2 separate regions of the Mus musculus genome follow, and region 1 is linked to region 2. Evidence: chromatin contacts called from public HiChIP or PLAC-seq data. All regions are on one chromosome and are shown on one strand. The core of a region is the stretch at or near the end of the contact, and the rest is flanking DNA. Distances in the headings are between cores, read along the strand shown. Region 1 overlaps Tcf7l2 (transcription factor 7 like 2, T cell specific, HMG box). Region 2 overlaps Gucy2g (guanylate cyclase 2g).

Evidence for each region. HiChIP or PLAC-seq counts read pairs in DNA pulled down with a chosen protein or histone mark.
Region 1: a contact with region 2 is called in a FOXA1 HiChIP or PLAC-seq map of pancreatic cancer cells. The contact joins two enhancer-like sites. A contact is called at or near these places in 2 of 115 datasets of contacts at active chromatin or transcription factors (extraembryonic endoderm stem cells and pancreatic cancer cells).

What each region holds. Positions count from the first base shown.
Region 1 is chr19:55,858,384-55,865,184 of GRCm38.p6, forward strand. All of the region lies in intron 5 of Tcf7l2 (transcription factor 7 like 2, T cell specific, HMG box), which reads left to right. Among named protein-coding and RNA genes, the nearest start is that of Gm52391, 76 kb to the right of the region's middle. Within about 2 kb of position 4,363, at least 41 of the 459 cell types and tissues checked have an H3K27ac peak or open chromatin away from gene starts, as enhancers often do. A contact at or near this core is called in pancreatic cancer cells, where this site is marked.
Region 2 is chr19:55,226,632-55,233,913 of GRCm38.p6, forward strand. Gucy2g (guanylate cyclase 2g) reads right to left here. Exons shown (of 21, transcript NM_001081076.3): 4 at 6,408-6,593; 5 at 4,387-4,528; 6 at 3,077-3,212; 7 at 1,492-1,604; 8 at 712-887. Among named protein-coding and RNA genes, the nearest start is that of Gucy2g, 11 kb to the right of the region's middle. Within about 2 kb of position 5,675, at least 110 of the 459 cell types and tissues checked have an H3K27ac peak or open chromatin away from gene starts, as enhancers often do. A contact at or near this core is called in pancreatic cancer cells, where this site is marked.

The DNA.
Region 1 (6,801 bases), core at 3,113-5,612, 630 kb after region 2:
AGAAGGAGGCATTATGGCTTTTGGACTTGTGAGCTAGCAGCGTCTTTGACAGGACACACTGAGTCCCTTGGGCTCAGTGACATGGGGATTCCCCTCTGTTTCTGTGTGAAACGTGTTCAGAGTGCTGGGATCACCAAGTATGAAGAACCCTGAGCCCCCACACTTCTGCATGCTTTGCCTCCACCCTAAGTTAGGATATGTGAAGGTCCAGGTGGACGTTGTCCTCATATCCTCTGTCCGTAGGGACTGGCCACTCCATGCCAGTTAATGTCAGATCTGAGACTAGCGCTCGAATGACAGGACATGTACATTTATAGAGGGAGGGGCTGTGTGTATGTCCTGGACGTTTGTCTGTGTCTGCTCTGAGACTTCCTTCTACATGATTCTGTCCTTCCTGACCAGGCATTCAGTCATGCACACATGTGGACCAATGTACTATTTCAAATGTAATTAATTCCCATCAAAGTTACCTCACCTTACAAGGTGAGAATTGTGGCTGGTGCTTAAAGTCACGTCATGACCAATGAAGGCCTTCTACTTCTCTCCAAGGTGATACTTAATGCGCATGTGGGTTGTTTGTTTGAATGGCTGTTATTGTTTTCTGTTGGCCTTGTTCGTGTGTGTGTGTGTGTGTGTGTGTGTGTGTGTATGTGTGTGTGTGTGTGTGTGTGTGCCAATCAAAAGATGGTATTTGATTAGTGATTCTTCCATAATCAAGTTCTGATCTCCCTTTGAGACTCAAGGGATTCTCAACTTGCCATGTAGGAGAAACCCTCAAACTCAACCACATATGTTAGGGTCTGCACAGATGCAGAGCCAAATGACTGGTGTGCAGGAGGCATAGAAAGGTGGCAGGAACTGGCCTACACAGCTAGGAAGGCTGAGAGGACCTCGTGGCTGCAGTTGGCATGCAGGATGCTCAGGAGGGTAACATTCTTATTTAGTTATAGAATCAAGGACTGGCAGGAGGAGGTGCTGTGATGTCCTTCTGAAGCCTGCCATCTCTATACTTGGGAAGCAATTGTGTTTCAGCCATGGTCAAAGGTAGTTAGGACAGAAGAATTCTCTCCCCACTCCAGGGATCCATCTTATGGTTTATCGACACCTTCATCTGTGAACAGAAGAGCCCTACCCATACTAGCGAAGGCAGTGCACTTTACCCAGAACCACCTAGGACTTTCATAAATCTCGTTTTATTTTTTCTTATGTCAGGGATTGAAACTGAGGCCTTGAACACATTAGACATCCATTGAGCTACATCTCCAGCCAAGAATAATGTTTGAGCAAATATCTGGACGCCTTGTAGTCCTGTCAAACAAACATGTAAAACTGACTAAAGGCACAGAACCAACAGAAGGTACATGTAGTTATATAGACGCGAAAGAGGATTTGTACATGGAGTTGGCTTTCACAGTCCTGAAGGTGAGCGCTTTTGTGGAGCCAGAAGTAAAGTGCAAGCCCCATTCTTGCAGCGTGGTGGATGGATTCAGATTCTCGCAGTAGTGAACAGCTGTCAGCCAGTTTCACTCTGATATTATTTTATGCAAAATGTTTCTGAATGTTTTGGTATTTTTAGGGCTCGTTGTTTTGATTTGTTTGTTTTTAAAAACTGTTTTCCAACTCTTGTTTTTCTGTGTTTCCGTGTGTGTGTGTGTGTGTGTGTGTGTGTGTGTGTGTGTGTGTGTGTGTACACATGTGCGTGTTTTAACTTGCTGGCTTCCATCCTATCACATGAGTTTGACTATCACCCAGCACCTTGTGGAAGGAGATAGGAAGCTCACAAGGAAGTACGATAGTGGAATATGCAAATTCGGTGGACTTTGTGGGTAGCACACTTTGATTATGTTTCCGGCAGCTGTTTATAGATCTGGCTAACACACCGTGCCCTTAGGTGTTAAGCATCTGACCCATCGTCTCCTCCTCCTCTAGTCTGCCTTCTTTATCACCATGCCATATCCTTTTAGTTTAGTCTCCCTTCTCTGGAAGATACCTCCTCCAGAAGCCCACCTGCATCCAGCAGTGTTTCCAAAAGCCAGGGACCCTGCCGAGGATATGTAGCTCCCATCTCCCAGGTCCACTTATTCTGCTTGGCCAGTGCTGCTGTGGCTGTGATGGGAACTCTAGAGGAGAGCAGGGGGCAGGGCAGCTCTACCCAGTGTGTGGCTGGTAGAGACTGGACAAATCTCAAGTGCCTCTCCAACCTCATGCAGGAGAAGGGAGTTCAGTTTTCTAAAGAACATTCCTCTTTTTCTTCTACTGCACTGCTTAGAAGTGCAGCCAGTTCCTGAGCTTGGTCTACGATGTCTGAAGTGCTTGAACTCAGTCTATAATGACTGCTGCTCTGAGCTCAGTCTACAACGACTACAGTGCTTGAACTCAGTCTACAATGACTGCAGTGCTCTGAGCTCATTCTATGATGACTGTAGTGCTTGAGCTCAGTCTACGATGACTGCAGCGCTCTGCACCCAGTTACTGCCTCTCTTCATCCCTCATGCAAACTAGCCTGAGAAAATGAATGTGCAGATCTATAACTGGCAAGGACAGGAGAAGGAGATGGACCCCGTGGCTGGATCCAGGGGCCCCGTGGTTCAGGATTGTTTCCCAGGAGCTCTTTGCTCTGCTGTCCTCCAAGTTGACTTCACTCATGGAAGTTTATTCAAGTCCAAGAAGATCTTACCTTTGCCCCTTCATGTCTGTGACCTTGATTTTGAATTGGCATCTATGTTAAGAGGTTGCAGTGTGGGGGCGTGGGTATATACCTAAAAAAACCTGCCTACTCCTCAAGCTGGGGGAAGCAGCACACTCCACTTAGCTAAGCTGATAGCGTCATAGAGTCAGGTCAGTGTCTCCTAAATAATTTAAGATTTTATTGCTGGGAAACCCAGAAAAGGCTATGGAGCTCAGAACTCTGCTGCTCCCACTCCATCGTTCTTAGTGCCTGCTTGAGCTTCGTGGCCCTCACCTACAAAACCCTCCCTTCCCTTTATATCCATGTCTATGTCCAAAGTTTTATAAGATGTCTATCTCCTAAAATTTTTACGGGGTTTATAAGTTCTTCTATTCTATGGAAATACTAGAAACGAATATCTTAAAGACCTTACAAGGAGAAGCTGGGGTAAGCCTATTAGGTAAAGTAGGGTAAGGTGAGCCCTTCAAGTTCAAAGCAGTTCCCTCATCAAACAGAAGGAACGTGACTGCCAAATTTGGCTCCGAGGTTCCCTAGCTCCTAAGCATGGAAGGAAAGATATCCAGGGTTGTAAGCATGTGAATGCACACACACACTGTGTGTGTGTGTGTTTCTCTCTGTGTGTGGTGTAGTACAGGCCCTGTAAGTGGATAGGTAAGGAGTAAGCTTCTACAGAATGTAACAGAGACTGTACTTAAAGGCAGCCCTTGCTCACTGAATAGCTCCAAGCTCCCTTCCCCAGCCACTTGCTCCTGGGAGTCTTGCTTCTTGTGATAGTAGCTTTGTTAGTCCAACAAAGTGGGGAGATAAGCTGTAAGCCCTCATGTTGCTGGGCTCCTCCCAAAACAACTGGTGCTGTTCCTTGTGCTTCCCTTGAATGCAGCACTCAGGTGGGGCAGGGCTGTTGACAAAGCTAAATGCAAGCACTGTCACTAAAGCCGGGCTGATCCTCCAGGCCAGCTGAAACGTCTATGATTCACTGTTTACCAGTGAGTACTGTGAAGGTCCTACTTCCAGATGCACACATACTTACTGCATAGTAGCAAGCCAGTGCCCTTGCTGGCCCTTAGCTGCCTTTCCTAGACAGGCCCCCAAGCTTCCAGCAGTTGGCTGCCCTTTGTCACCTGGGAAGCTCCGTTTGCCTGTGGATGGTTATTATACCCAACAGAACACAGGGAAGGATGGTGTTCCGATGGCCATGTAGGCCGCTCTAGGGTTGTGGCTTCTCGATCTCTCCTTTGTTTTTCTTGATTTACCTTTCAGAATTATCCATAGTCATCTGGGGTGGACAAGTCTACCCAGTCCATCTTTTGCAGGATTGTTAAAAGATACAGTCACCTTCTTCCTTCTCTTGTTCCCTCTCATGCTGGGGATATACCCCAGGGGCAGAGCTCTTGCTTAGCATGTACAGGTCCCTGGGTTCAATCCCCAGGAGTACCAGCCGACCAACAGCCAAGCTTGAGAAAGTTGGAATGTCTTTTGTCCTTTTGAAGTAGCCCACTCTGAACCTCTAAACTGTTCTTCACACCTCTAAATACTCCCTCTAAATTCTCTACCCTGTTAATGGGGCTGTATGGAACCTCTGACTAGGTGTGTAGGTCTACACAGCAGCCATTTGCCAGAGTTGACTAAACAGTCCATTCTGTCCCTCTACCGTTTACTAGCTGTGTGACCTTGGGCATGCTCCTTAACGTCTCTGAGTCAGCTTCCTCCTCTGTGAAATAGGCAGAACACTCTTACTTCCTGTGGAGGTTGTGAGAATTAAAGGAGTAGCCAGCTCAGCCCTTTCTAGGGGCCTGGATGGAGAAGGCAGTTCTTACCCTGACACTTTTGGGATCAGATACCTGTTGAGCAAACCTCCTTTGAGCATGCTTCGAGAACACATGGGGTGTGCACGGCATGATCCATGAAGTCGCTATTGTGGCTTCTCTCAGAAGGCTATAGTCTAAGGGAGCCAAGGGGGGCGTGGAGGTTAAGACTGGAGCCCCGACAGCTCAAGGGTGAGGGCAGTCATACATAGGTATGTTTCTGTGAGGTGTAAACACCAGCAACCCCGTTAAGTTTATCCTAATAGAAGCTTCAGTAAGGTAAGTTGAGAGAAGGCACAGATAAGTGGCTGGCTGGTTGCTTAGAAGAAGGAGCAACCATATTCATCGGGGGAACGGTGTGGTTAGGGATGGGGATGGCGGGAAGGGGCATCGTAGGAACTCTGCATGAGGAAGTCGCGTTTGAGATGTCCCTCAGGGACCCCATCTGCATGGCAGGGAGGTGTGGAGAATTCTGGGTATGCCTTGGTGACTCGGCCCTCTCTCCTCAAGCCTCACCCTGTCCCCCTTTCTTCCTGGCAGCAGAGCCCCCTCCCTTGCTGCACTCAGGGCCATGCCTGTCCGCACTTCTACACCCCCTCAGACTTCACTGTCAGCACGCAAGTCTTCAGGGACACGAAAAGCAGCCACTCCTTACAAAAGGTTGGGGAGCCCTGGTATCTGGAGGTAGGTCTTGGAGCAGAATGACGGTATGAAGCAAGCCAGCTCTGAACTGAAGCCGCCCATCCAAAGTTTACCTCTCATGAGGGCAGGGCCCACGCATCCACCTCCATCCCTGAATTCTCCTCGGGTTATTCTCATTCCAGGTGCCATACTGTCTGGCCGTGCTGACCACCGCTAGGGAAATCAGAGCCATAAAGTCACCACTTTACAAGAAGAGGGTGGGGCTGGCGCTCAAGTGAATGCTTGATGCCCAGCTGGCCCGTAAAGGCCACGTGACTCAGCGTCACACGCGAGAACGCACACTATTCCATTAAACTTGAACCTAGAAAGTAATTTCCTGGGCTCTTTATGGCTCCTGCTGGAAGGGAAGCTATCACCTCAACTTTGCCATTGCTACTAGCAATTAGCAGTCTATAGTATAGATTTTCTTTTCAAATTCAGGGTGCTGAGGAAGGCCTCCCGCCCCGCACAAGATCCCTGACTAGCAGAGGCAAGCACAGCCCAATGACTCTTCTCACAGATGTTGTTCTCCAAGGACAGGAAGCATTGTTAATTTCCTTTAAATAATTCAATGCCATGTCAATACCCCACACGACTCCATGCTCCCGCGTGACAGCTCTCTTCAAATTAGTAGTCCCAAGAATAAAGAATGCCCAGAACATTCTTTTATCTTCAGGAAAGCAAACATCAATGCAGACTTTAAAAAAAAAAAAATTAAAGTAACTCTTAGATTTAGATAGAAGATGATGTTTTGGTTTTCATGAATATTCACAAGCCAATTAGTGTAGTCTTTTAAACCAATGATTGTGTCCCTACTAGGTGCTGAGTGTCTGCTGTATGCTAGAGGATGCTGTTTTTTAGGAAACAGGGTTTCTCCAGTGGATATGGAGCATGCACGCGGATTCCCTCTAGAGAGGGATACTGTGGAAGAGATCATGTTTAAACCCTTGTTCCACTTCAGAAACAGTAAACAGCCACTTAGGAGAACCAGAGAGATGTAGAGAACCGTGGCGAAGGCAAGTCACGCCCAGACCTTTGCGTGAACTGTTGGCCATCTCCTTTCTGATGAGTTATCCATTCATGTTCATAAACTTTAAAAGCATTAATATTGGCATTAACGTGGCTTTGTGCTTCCTTCTCACCTGCCATGACGCCATGGGATGCTTTTCTTTGTTATAGCGTGCGTTACTAAGATCCTAAGGTGGTGTTCTTTGGAATGTCAGTGGTCCAACCCATTACCCTTCATCCAAGTGGGGCTAAAGCAGATGTTTTTCTGGGGTGTTTTGCACTTCTTCTGCTACCTTGCCTCTGCTGTGCCTGTGATTGGACCATCCTTACACTGTGATTACCTGGTGTGTGTGTGTGTGTATGTGTGGTATGTGTAGGTGTGTAACTGGCTTCAGCATGGCAGGGCTTTGTGGTCCCCACTCTGCAGTGGCTGTGTCCTGGTGAGAGCTTTTCTTAGCAGATTCTGGCAGACCAGCTTTTTCAAACCATATCAGTTCATTCTGACTATGGAGTATAAGGCTACCCCACCAGATCTGGCAGATAAGGCTAGCCCACCAGGCTTTTGCACAAGGTAACTAGTTAACCTTTGGTCAGAGTTGAGACATGGATAAAGGAGAA
Region 2 (7,282 bases), core at 4,425-6,924:
TCCAGCCTTCAGCACCCCATACCCTGTCAAGTTCTATGTGCCCTCTCTCCTTGTCACTATTAGCAATTCATTCCTCCTCTTGTCACCTCCTCTCAGAAGTCTTCCAGTCACTCTCCATTTCAGGGCTTTTTTTTAAGGAGATAGCCCTCTGCGCATGTGCCTTCCTCGTGCCTTCCTTGATGCTTGCTCTACACTGGATGGTAGATTGCTACGATTGTTATGCAAATGAACTGTGTGCCATCCAGTAGATTAAAGAGTTAATGTTGTTTTGAAAAGGACTGGATGCCCTTGGGGACTGTCTTTAACGTTTGAACACCCCCACAGAGTTGAAGGGAGCTTTAGAGGAGTGCCGGTTATTTCTAAATAGTTGGAAGCTGAGTTTTGGCCACAAATTGAATATATATGTCCCGAGGCTCAGGGAACAGCGTGATAGGCTGGTTGAAAGCGTGTAAGAGATGAACGAATGCAAAGGTGGACTCTGGATGTGAACTCACAGATACTACGGTTAACTGCACAAGACCTACACAAGAGCAAACCAGTTACAAAGTCCAACAAAGAGCTGGGAGTTGCTCTTGGGGGTATGGGCTGCTGAGGGAGAAAGAGGAAGTGTGATGGTTGCTCACTTCATCGGTGACTTGCTACAGTTCTTACAGTAGACGTTCCTAGGGGAGGTCCCTTGTCAAGTCACGAGGAAAGTGTGTGTGGCCTCACTTTGTGCTGAGGCAGAAGAGTGATGCTGTCATAACGGATCTGCCACCAGGTGTCTCCAGGATGGCTCTGCACTTTCCCTCTCAACCTCCATAACATCAGACCTGTGATGGCAGCTGCCGAGGCAAGAACCAGGAACGTCACCGTGGGGATCACAGCAGTCACAGTCACTGTCATACCTGGAGGAAGAGACAGCCATTACTCAGGCCCACCTATGAGCAGAGGTGAGCATGCCCCCCCCCCCAAGCAGGTGTCTCAAGGTCTGTCCAGATATGGTGGCCTAGGTTGTGACATGCTGAAGCCATTCAGACTTGGCTCTGCTGGGATCCTACTCTGCCAGGTCCTCACTCCACCCTCGCTACCATGACAACTCTAGCCATCCCTTTGTTAATAGAGACTTCTACAGTAAGAACACAGCACTGATTCCTAACACTTTTGCTGAATAGTTCCTATGCACTCTCTATTATGTTGTCCTCCAGGCATGTTCTAACCATTTAGCCACATCCTCCTACCCAGAATACTTCCGCCTCCCAGAAGGAACTTATATGACTCAAATCTCAGGAGCCAAGGTTCCTTATAGCGATGGCTCTTAACACGGAAGGCAGGCAATGGTGCCCCTAGGAGGTATTGATGGTGTCTGCAAACACTTTCAGTTCTAACTAGAGGGTTGCTGCTATTCACCATCCACAAAGCACAGGACAGTCTCACACAGAAAACTCTTCTGCCCCAAAGAGCGCCGCTGTGAAACTCTCGCCACTACCTTCTCTGAGCTGCCATGCTTGCCTGCTACAGTGGGTGGCTTCGTTTTGCAAAGGTCGTTATGAAATCCACAGCCAGGTTTATACTCAGGAAGGGAGCCATGGGGCCATGAGGTGTTCGAGTCATTCCTCCAGGGTCTTTAAAACAGAGAAGACAAAGGTCAGCGTGGAGTGCGTTTGTTCCACCTGTCTTCACCCCATGTGTAACATGAGACATACATAAAAAACAAACATTCAAACCAGTATCTGGAGAGATGTCTCCGTGGGTAAAGACACTTGCTCTGAAGCCCAGTGACCCAGTTATATCCTTGGAGCTCACAGGATGGAAAGCCAGAACCAACTCCCCAGTGTTGTCCTTGTAGCTCACATGCATGCCATGACATACACATGCCCCACCCTGTGCATACATGGATGAATGCACACACAGAGATGAATAAATATAAACAAACAAACAAATAAACACAACCAGCAAGTGGGCCTCAGTCCCTTAATTCAACCCTCTGGTGACTTGGTAGGTGGTTTTCTAACTCCCTTAGACTCTTCAGACTTCAGGCCTCCATTACTATCATGTAATATAAAGAAGGCTATGCCTCCTTTTCTTCCAGGTAGAATATCTTCCAGTCTGTAATTTAAACCACGTCTCTTTTGACTTAAAGGATCGTGTGCCAATGCTGCAAGTGTCAGCCATGTTTGACACAAACAGATTTTATTGCATAGCAAGCATCTTGATGGTTCACAGGCCAAACGCTACCCCCTACATGGAATGTGCCCCTTCCTAGCATACTCAGGACTGGTTCTTATAGTTATTTTGTGCTTTATGCCAACCCATTCTGAGACTTCCTTTTCCCAAAGAATAAGGGAGGGAAAATGTCTCCCATGGAATCTGAGTTAGTAGAAATGGGAGCGGGTGGACACTGAATTAAACCCTAGCTTTTCTTTTTACCTCCTCGTTGGTTTGTAGCTGAGAAAAACAAAACCAAAAATTTTTGTGGGAATTCCTAGTACTGGGAACTCAGAACAGCACAAGGTCCTGATGTCCACATGAGCTTCTGGGAGTCACACTTTATAGGCAAGTGGTTTTACTGAATGTGGACTTGGGCCGAAGGTGACGCTGTCATTCACTGCCTTGGGGAGCTCAGAGCTTCTTCTGGGCCCCATTGGAGATGGGATCCAGCTGGGGCATCAAAGAGGGTAAAGCCCCTCTGGAGGTGTACTTGGGATGCTGTGCTCCTGGGCGCCCTCCTCCCCCAGGGACCCTGAAAAGAACCATACCCACAATCTGAGCAAAACTCCCAAAGTTGACCTTTGTGAGTTCAGAAGGCTCTGACACTATAACACGATGATGTCATCTACAAAACCCATGCCTGAGAACTGAGTTTGTGTGTGTTTGCGTGTACATATATACCAGAAAATACCTCAGGCTTCACGTGAGTTTACAAGATTATGTTAGGTTGCATTTATAATTATCCTGAAATATGTGCAGCCCACAGGCCATGACTTGGACATTCCTGAGTGAATAGACTGACTAGAAGAATGTTAGAACTAGATCCCAGACTTCTGGTTCCCCCCACGGACAACATAATTAATCTTACAGAAGTGACCAGCAGTACCTGATTACTTTCTGAAAACTGTCATAATGAAGAAAGGGAAGGAAGAGGGACCTGTTTCCAGATTCCTGCAGAGCATAGACGGAGTAATCCACGTGCCTTTTCCCCTGGGAGTCCAAAAGCACAGGACCGGTGATTCCTGGAAAGAGAGGTTATACCAGGTGAGAGTAATGTGGCTCTCACAGCTGAACGCGGCAGCCCATCCCATCAAACATGATGCAAGGCTTTGCCATTTCACAGAACCTGAGCTAGGGTCAATACGAACACCAATGGACAGAAGATGTCTCAGAAGTGGGAGTTACACTGGGAAGGCAGGTGGACCTCTTTAGCTCCAAATTCAAGGCTCATCCAATGTCAAGAAGAAAAAAAAACCAAATGCTCAAAATTAAGCCAGCTTGCCTGCATTTCATCCAAAACTGCTTCCCATGAAATTAGAAAATGTACTGGAAGCTGAATGGCCAGAGGGCAGCAGCTGGCTGGGGATGAAGGAGAGACAGCTGCCTCTCTGGTCCCTGCCGTGCTGGCTACTCACCTCTAAGCATCCCTGAGACAGAGGATTGTAAAGGTCTGGGCCCTTCCTTCTGACTGTGGTGGGTGCTGAAGCTTTTGACAGGGTGCTCAGTTTCAGCAGGTTTGCTCGACCTGCTTGGTACATGCTAAACTCTGGTTATCAAGGAGAGACTTCGGAAAAGGGAAGAACACCTGTTCTACACCCCAAACCAGAAGCCATGCCCTGGCGTTAGGTTCCACTGAGGACAGAACAAAATATTGTCACGTATAAAGTAGCTTCTATGTGCCTGGCCCTGTGATCCTGTGATCTATGTCCCTGTGGCCCTAGAAAAGGGGTGACTCAGCCCTATCGCATGTGCCCTGGAGGCACAGGGTCCCAAGTCTTTCTTCCAGAGCCAAGGGAGGCAGAGTTGGCCCACAGTGCAGGGCTCTGAGGCCTGGTGCCCTTTTCTTTCTGTGATATTACACTGCCTTCCTTATTGTTCAGACATATACTAAAGGCAAGTCCCTTTTGGGTGTGGGGGGCATTATTAGAAGCTGTGTGTGAGAGAGAGAGTTCCCAGGGAGATGAAGATAAGAACAAGGATGAGGTTCAGGGGCCTCCTCATCCCCTGGTCAGGGAAACCTGAAGCAGTCAGGAAGCTCTAAGCCCATATGCCCTATGGAAAACTGGAATTGTGATGCGATCATAAATATTCATTAACAGAATGAGGCAGGCCTTTGAGGAAAACTATGACAGACATTCATCATCTCCAAGTCCACAGGGATGTGGCTAAGAAGCCTGAGCTCAAAGACCACCTTACCCTGCAGTGTGACCTGACCAGCTCTCAGGGTGCTAATCAGCTGCCGCCCATCCCGGAAGTCTTTCTCAGCCTTCCTCATTTCCTCCACAGTCTGAGCGTAGAGTAAGAGAGCATCGTGCAGGTAGGCAGAGTACGGGCTCACCTTCAACAAGAGAAGCAAACAAGGTGCGCACACCCCGAGCTCCCGCCACCCAGCTAGAAGAAATAATTTTCCATCCTCTGAGCACAGGACCAGCCCACGCCAGTGTGTGTGTGAGAAGGGAGGGAGCTACCTCACGCCCACACCGGATGATAGCAAACCTAGCTGTCCAAGTCTTCAGCTTTCCTTGTGGCCCCTTGTTTTCTAATTGGATCACATGCTCAGACCAAGAACGGCTCTAGAGGCTATCTGCTATTTGTGGGAAGAGGATGTGGCCTGGGTGGAAGACTCAGAAGCCAGAATGTCTGTCATTTGTCTGGCTGTGAGAGCAGAGTGAGTAGAGTGGGCTCAGCTCACTCATTTATAATCTGGGATGAAACAATTCGTGAAACATGAGTGTGGCTGGATGAGGCAGATGCCCACAGTAGTTCTTCAGTACCTGATGATTTAATCAACAAAACACACGTGCATACACGCATACACACCCCCACAAACACACACACACAAAACCACCTTTCCCCTACAGCAGCTGGAACAGAGAGATCCCTATAAATAACCATCCTTTCTCACACACGTACACACACACACACATACACACATACATACATACTCATACCTGTATATACATACACATATACACACACATACATTATACACTCACACATATATACACATTACACATTCAGACACACATAAACATACATACACACCCATATATGCACACACATACATTACAAACTCACACACATACACACAAACTCATAGATACACACATACACACCTATGTTAAACATTCACACACATAAATACACATATACATACACACACTCACACACACATGCATACACATATATACACATGTGTACACACATACATAAACACACATGCACACACAGGTATGCACACACAGGTACACACACACACTATCATCACAGTCGGGTTTACAGTCTGACTCTCATTCCTCATCAAGCCTCTGTCTTCATTGTCTCAGCTTGGCCCCAGAGTGGAAGTAGTTTCCTCTCTTGGCAGGATTCTCAGTAAATTCTGCCATGTTGTTCTCCCTCTGTACACAGTCATGTTCCTGCTGGCTGACGTGACCTCTCATGACTGTCTTCCCTCACAAAGCCTATCTGCTTGCCTGACCTCTGCCACTCCCCATTTGACTGCTCCGTTCTGACTAATAGTCTCGTCATCGTCCTGACAAAGGCCATCAGCATAGTCTGAGGTTCCCGTTGGCATCTTTTCTGCTGTGTCAACACAGTGTAGTGTGACACTCAAGGCCACAGCTTGGAAGGGAGACGCCACGGAGGAGTCCAGTTCATGTTTGAGGAAATCCGGCTATGAGGAAATTAGGTAATTTACTCAAAGACTCCATAGTTAGTAAATAGCAAAGGCCAGTAGCTTTCCACCCCATAACTCTGGCTCCTCTGTGGTCATGGGTACAAACATCACAAAAAAAATCACACTACTGTTTATTTTGGGCTAGGGAAGATGTGTGTGTGTGTGTGTGTGTGTGTGTGTGTGTGTGTGTGTGTATGTGACTATATGTGTATGTGGATTTAGTATGTGTATGTGTGTGTGCATGTGTGTATGAGTATGTGTGTGACTGTGTGTATATGTGTGTGATTGTGTATATATGTGATGTAATATGTGGATGTGTGTGTGTACATTTAGGTGTGTATGAGTGTGTATATGTGTATGTTTCTCTGTGTGAATGTGGATGCATATGAATGTATGTGAATGTGTGTGCATATGTATGTATGTATATATGTGTGTGTGTGCGTATATGTATGAGTGTGTGTGTGTGTGTGTAGTTGTAGGAGAAGAGGCAGGAAGAAGAAAGAAAAATGTCTGATCGACTGTGTAGAAGCTGCCCACAGACCTGGTCCTCTGAGGTGATGGAGCTTTGAAAGGGTGGCCTCCTCAGTTCTTGGGAGACTTGCTTCCGGAAACCGTCATCTCCAATGCCTCCTCCATAGGCGCTGGGTGCGATGAGAAACACCGACTCATAGACTTTGGGAAAGCGTATCACCTTGTCCTTTGTCAGTACTTCCTTCCAAAAACTGTCCTAAAATGTAACAAAATAAATGTCACCGTGCTGTAAGAAATGACACGTGGAGCCCAATTACATTCAAGGCATCAAGGAACCTAAATTGTCGTGTGCTAGTTTGTGGAAATACAATCATCCCAGAAGGCTCTGCGATGCTAGGTTCACAGCCAGAGAAGAAAGAAGGAGAAACACACGGAGGCACCAAGCAGCTAAGACATGTTAAGCTTATATAAGTAGCAGGAAAGACTGTCAAACCGAGCACATTTAGGACCGCCTGGTCCCACTGTGCTTTGCGGTGTCACTCTTTATAACCATCAGTTGCATCTAGATGCCGATCTGCTCTGACAAGTGTGATCACTGGATCCCAAATTCCCTAGTGTCAGCATATCTAGGGGCACACAGGCATGTGTGTGTACACATACAAGGCATGTGTGCTTTACATAACTGATATTACATTATACAGTTCCTCTGCAGCTTGATTTTTTTTTTTTTACAGTGTAAACCTAACTGAAAGTCATTTTTTATCAAATGGACTTCAGCATGGTTTTAAGAAGCAGGGTGATCACGTATGAACCCTTCATGGTGTACTCTCCACTGTATGTTCTTCCTGTACTCTATACCAGTTGGAACTATCAGAGTTTCGCAAGGAAGAAGGAAGGGCAGGAAGTGATTCTCTGCAAACTGTAAGCGCTGTCCCACCCGCTCCT